Linked DNA regions of Gossypium hirsutum: region 1 is linked to region 2. Evidence: chromatin contacts called from public Hi-C data. All regions are on one chromosome and are shown on one strand. Each heading gives the region's core, a stretch centred on a gene start, on an enhancer-like site or on the middle of the called end of the contact. The rest is flanking DNA. Distances are from core to core; before and after follow the strand shown.

Region 1 (2,877 bases), core at 321-2,820, 140 kb after region 2:
ATTAACAAGGATCTGCACTATGACAGCACTAAGGCTTTTCTTGGTATGAAGGATGGAAAGGAGTTAGAATGCAAAATTTGTTAATCAAATGGTTAAGATTCATAACCACTTTCTTACTTTGTAGCTTAAGCATTAGATTAACAAATTTTCCATTGTCATTCATTTCCATCTTTTATACCAAGCAGAGCTTAAAAGTTAAGTTTGTATGTTCAAGAATCATGAAAAATATAGCAAACAAACATATTTCTTTAATGCAATACCTTAGTACCACCACATTATAAAATCAATGACCTAAAACAAAACTATACTGAGGACTTAACATGGGAAGGTAGCTCACCAATTCAATATCGGGACCGAGCATCTTTCTTGCCTTCCCTTCATTCCTAACCTAAATGTAGGCACACATGAAAAGAAAAAGTTAAAAGGGCGAAAGAGAAAAGAGGAAAAGAGAATGAGAAAAACAAGTCAAATCTATACTAAGACAGCCCTCTTGAAACACTTCAAAAGGCATCAATTCATAAATCATACTTCAAGGGAATGCTAGATAAAGGTGTACAAGGTTTAGGACAAATACCAATGCTTTAACAGGCAACCCTTTCTTCCTGAAGTTGCTAACCACTCTCCTACCTACACCCCCAGTAGCTCCAACTACCAAAACGTAGTCAGAAGTTCCCATTTTCTTCTCTGATTCTTCAGGCGATGAACCGGATAATTTCTCAATTATAAATTCAACAATCTTCAGGGAACAGTAAATTGCATATAAGTGTGTGCACACAAATTTAAGAATCAAGACATTATTGATTAAAAGAAGGATAGAAAGTTTATGCTACCTTAGCAGGAGAAGGTGGTCCATTGAAAAAGTATAACGTTTTAAAAAATCTCCCCAAATCCCAACCCTGTTTTTCAGCAGATATAGTCTCTTTGTACGTTGCAGAAGATAAATAAGCGGACCTTCGTTGGTTAAGACGATACTTAGGTCTGCCATTAAGTTGAAGAAATGGTTTAGGAAGTTGACAGGAGAGAAGCTGAGGATGCATACAACTCTTAGAAAATTTTCTACCAACATTTGATGAAGAACCCTGCAGTTTTTTCAGTTGATGAAGTTATGAAATCCAAAATGACCCCATGATCGTATACAAAATGGGAAACACCAAATTTGGCAAACGAGTTTATAGTTCAAAGATACTATATCAGAAATCAAAATCTTCTTACTTACACTTCCAGAGTGAACATAGAGTAATAAACCCAGAAATATTGTAAATGAAAATATATTCAATATATACAAATAGCCATACAAACAGAACAAATGCATGCAATGATGATAATTTACTTGCCTGAATACTGAAGATGGAGAAGGGAGATGATGATGATGATGATGATGATATTGTTGTAAAAAAACAACTTTCCATTTCTTGACAGTGGGTTACACAGTTAAAAAAAAAATTACAAGTAGAGACTGGAAGAAGGTTCAAAGATCAAAAGTTTTGCGCTGTGCAAGTGTAGATTGATAGTTTTGATATTTGAAGCAAAGCAGTTAATATAGACCACACATCCCAACTCTGCAACAGTCGCCTTCAGAAAAACTTGGACTTTCGAAGGTAAAAAGCAAAGGGGCTTTCTAGAAGGGGCTCTATTGGGTTTGAAAGTGGGCTTATAAAGCCATTAGGTAGCACCAGCTCCTTGCCTCTCCATTCCGAAAACAAACAAAAAAGGAGTAAATTATGATGAAAGCTGGCAGATTGAAATAAGATTATCATACAAGATGGTTCTGTACTGTATTCAGCGGTGAAGAAGTTGCAAAGAAGAGAAGAAGATGCCGAAACCAGGTTTGCCATTTTAGGTACCTGCACCCTCTTATATATATTACATTACTTGTTAGTATAACCTCGATTGGGCTTTTTACCGTATCTGAAAAGGATAATAGTACCGATTGGGCACCCAAATTGTTATATTATTACTATATTCATCTCTATTGTGATCAAAATCCCTATACTATTTGTTATTCTTACAGTTATCTCTAGAAACTCATTATGGTATGAGTTGCGATACAATAAGCTGTGAAAAAAAGCTCTTTTTCTAAATTTAAAATTTAATTTTTATAATTTTATTCCAACACATTAAATCTCTATATTTTTTATTTAAAAATATTAGTTTTTGCCTTAAACTGACAATTAAAATTAATCACTTAACTATTATAAAAAGGGTAAAATAATTTTTTAGCTCTCATTTTTTATAGTTTTTTTTTGTCTATTTGATCGTTACTCTTTAAAAATAGGGTAAACTATCAAAATAATCACTTTTGTTTGTCTCAAGTTACATTTTAGTCACTTATGCTTGAAATATTACGTTTTAATCACTTACGTTATTGGGTTGTAACATTTGTTATTAAGCACTAATTGTCGTTAACGGTGTAATGATAAACTGACATGGCACGTTAAATCATTATTTCAAATGACAATTTTAGGTTAAATTATACAATTGGTCCTTGTATTTTTTTTGTTTTGAGCAATTAATTTTTTTTTATGTTCTTTAAACTTTCTCTCTTTTTTCTTTATTTTCCATTATCTTCTCATTCTCCCTCTGTTTTTCTCTTTTCTCCATTTCTTTTAACTTAGTTTTTCTATATTTTTCATTTGTTAAAACTAGTTCCTATACTTTTATTTTTTTGAACAATTTAACTTTTTGTTTTTATTTCTTTATTTTCCTCTTCTTCTTCCCCTTATTTTTCTCTCTTATCACATTCTTCACTGCAAAAAAAAAAATCTTTTCCCACCAAATAAATCAAGTCCTTATTTCTTTCACATGATTTCTAAATTAAATTTTACTCAATATTAATTATTCTTAATCAAATCTCAATTTGAATATAACCTAATTTTG
Region 2 (2,700 bases), core at 9-2,508:
GAATCATGGAAACTATGTAATAGGTAAAGTCTACCTTAAAAATAGATGCTGATAGCAGCAGTGACGTGAATGTGAAAAATCACTAAAAATAGTAGGAATGGAATTAAATAGTGAATAAATTATGTAATCGAACCTTGATGAATCTATTTTCATAGGAAAGTAACGAAACGATCATATGAACAGTATATTATGAGATATTTAAGTTTTCGTGAGACATGGCCAGAACGGTTTCTGGATTCCCTGTTCCGACTTTGGAAATTCATTATAAATTAACCAGAGATAATTAGAAGTCATGCCATAGATGTATAGATTCCTTTTCGAGTCTAGTTTCTATAGAAACAAACGGCATCAGTATTGAAACCCTGTACAGGGAGATATCCAAGTTGTAATGCGCAAAGGTCAGTGTAGTCAAACCCTGAAACAGGAGAGACTTTAACTAATAAACTGTACTAATTGGCTCGACCAAAAATTCTAGAAAACAAATTGTCGATGAACATATGAGTCTAGTTTCAGGAAAAATTTACGAAACTGGTTTTCGAGTTTTGAAACTCAAGATATGATTTTTAAGGCGACAGTGACGCAATAACCAGCTTGTCTGGAAAAATTTCAAATGGACTGTGAAAATAAGTGGATTAAGCCCGTTAACCCCTCGTGTCCGACTCCGGCAACGGTCTCGGGTACGGGGTGTTACAGAATCACAACCATCGACCAAGTCTACTCGACTTGGATTTACACGATGAAAGTGGAGTTACAGATGTAGTATGTTGAATTTATAGATATAAAATAAACATAAATAGTAGACGTGACTATCTTCAAGAGTCCCTTGCGAGTTTCGTTTCTAATAAAAAAACACAATATGAACGTATATACATGTCAGGGGGTAAAACCACTCGCAAGAACCCTTTGTGGGCTCTCTTTGTCTAACAATATACATTATATGGATATACAAACATGGGAAGAGATAAAACCACCCACGTGAACAGTTCGTGGGTTCTCTTTATCTTACATTATTCATTTTACGGATATACAAACATGCAAAGGGGTATAACCACTCTTGAGAACCCTTCGTGGGCTCCCTTTCTGAGATTTATATAGCCATTCATATATAAGCATATATAGACAATCATACTGAGTAGTAATAATTCGTGGGATGTAATCCCCTATAAGTGTGAGAACAATGGCATCAAAATCCCCCTGAGGCCTTAATCAAACAATGCGCGTGCAATACCAACCTCCGTCTATGAGGTATAACCGTCCATGAGTACTATAAACCTCTCATAGTCCTATGCTTCTATTGTCAATATAAAATATATACATACACTATGTGGTTCATAGTGAACTCAATTTTTTTATAACATATATAGACAGAAGCGTAACCTTCCGTGGGGACCCAAATTCGAGAATGGGGATGTACATACCCATTTCACTTCAATAATCGCTAGGTTGATGCCCCATTTCACTTAATTTTTTTATTATAATAAATATACGTATGCATGGGAAGGGGTCACACCCGTGAGGTTCATCACTCCATTTCTATTTCATTGTCTTTTTTTTTTGTAATATGTATAATACATATATATATATAATGTATGCATACGGGAGGGATGTTACACCCCGTGGGGAACCCCTCGTGGTTCCCTTTACTTTTATTTTTATTTATTTATTTTTAATAGATGAGCGGCCGTGAGGTTCATCCCTTCATAAAAAACACAGATAAATCATGCGGAGGATCCAACTCCTGACCTATTAAAAACTTTTTTTTTCAAATGAAAAACATATGCGGGAGGTACTCACCTCTTGTAAGAGTTCATTCTCATTTAGCCTGCTATTGAAGTCCCCAAAAGATTTCTTGAGAGAGACAGATAAATTATGCTTTAAGCGCATTAGATAGTAATTAGGGGTGATAATCTATGGAGTTGAGTAAAAAAATTTTGAGTAAGTTAAGTTGACGAATTATATTTTAACAACTAAACTCAATTTGAATTTTTTTTGAATTGAATTGAGTCAAAAAATTTCGAGTCAAGTCGAGTAAAGTTAACGAATCCTATTACTTATACTTAATGTTGCGTTTATCTGGACTGATTATTTAATTAGTATACGAAATACAAAATTATTTAACTATATAAAAAATATAATGGTTTTGCCTTTTAACTTAATAGGTAAAAATTTATCAAAACAACACAGTTTTGCCTTTTCTTATTCAGATTTTCGGATAACTCGAATTGTATAATTCATATTCAAGTTTGACCAAAAAACTTGATTTTTTATTCGAGTTGATCCAAATAACTCAAATAACTTAAACTACTTAATTCAAAATTTAAAATTTTTATCAAGTTTTTTTGAATCAAATTTAATTTTATTCACCCTTAATACTAATATAAAATAAATGAAGGGAGAAGAAACGAACGTATTTGATATTTAAAATTACCATGAGTTGGGACAAGTGATTTTTAAATAAAATGATGCTATAGAAATTAAATTAAATATCACACCATCTTGATGACATACGATTCATTGAACACAAATATTACATAAGTGAAATGGAGATAAATGCAAATGCACAATTGGTAGCTAGTGAACAACTTATGATAGGAAATTATCCCGTAACCGAAATTTGGTGGGCATTCTTAGAAAAGAGTCTGGCATTGAAACTTGATAATGGTATTAAAATTATTATAAAATTACAAACAAAGCTTTGAA

Evidence for each region. Hi-C and Micro-C count contacts between places; a contact is called where the count stands out from the background.
Region 1: a Hi-C map of leaf shows a contact between it and region 2, with 3 times the contacts expected there. The contact joins the promoter of LOC107962280 here to the enhancer-like site in region 2. A contact is called at or near these places in 3 of 34 Hi-C or Micro-C datasets (callus and leaf).

The regions. Positions count from the first base shown.
Region 1 is chrA06:101,833,234-101,836,110 of Gossypium_hirsutum_v2.1, forward strand. LOC107962280 (protein HIGH CHLOROPHYLL FLUORESCENCE PHENOTYPE 173, chloroplastic) reads right to left here and starts at 1,571. Exons shown (of 16, transcript XM_016898595.2): 1 at 1,335-1,571; 2 at 831-1,079; 3 at 575-736; 4 at 338-388. The coding sequence starts at 1,409.
Region 2 is chrA06:101,693,038-101,695,737 of Gossypium_hirsutum_v2.1, forward strand. No RefSeq gene overlaps it. Among protein-coding and RNA genes, the nearest start is that of LOC107895835, 48 kb to the left of the region's middle. Within about 2 kb of position 1,259, at least 2 of the 9 cell types and tissues checked have an H3K27ac peak or open chromatin away from gene starts, as enhancers often do.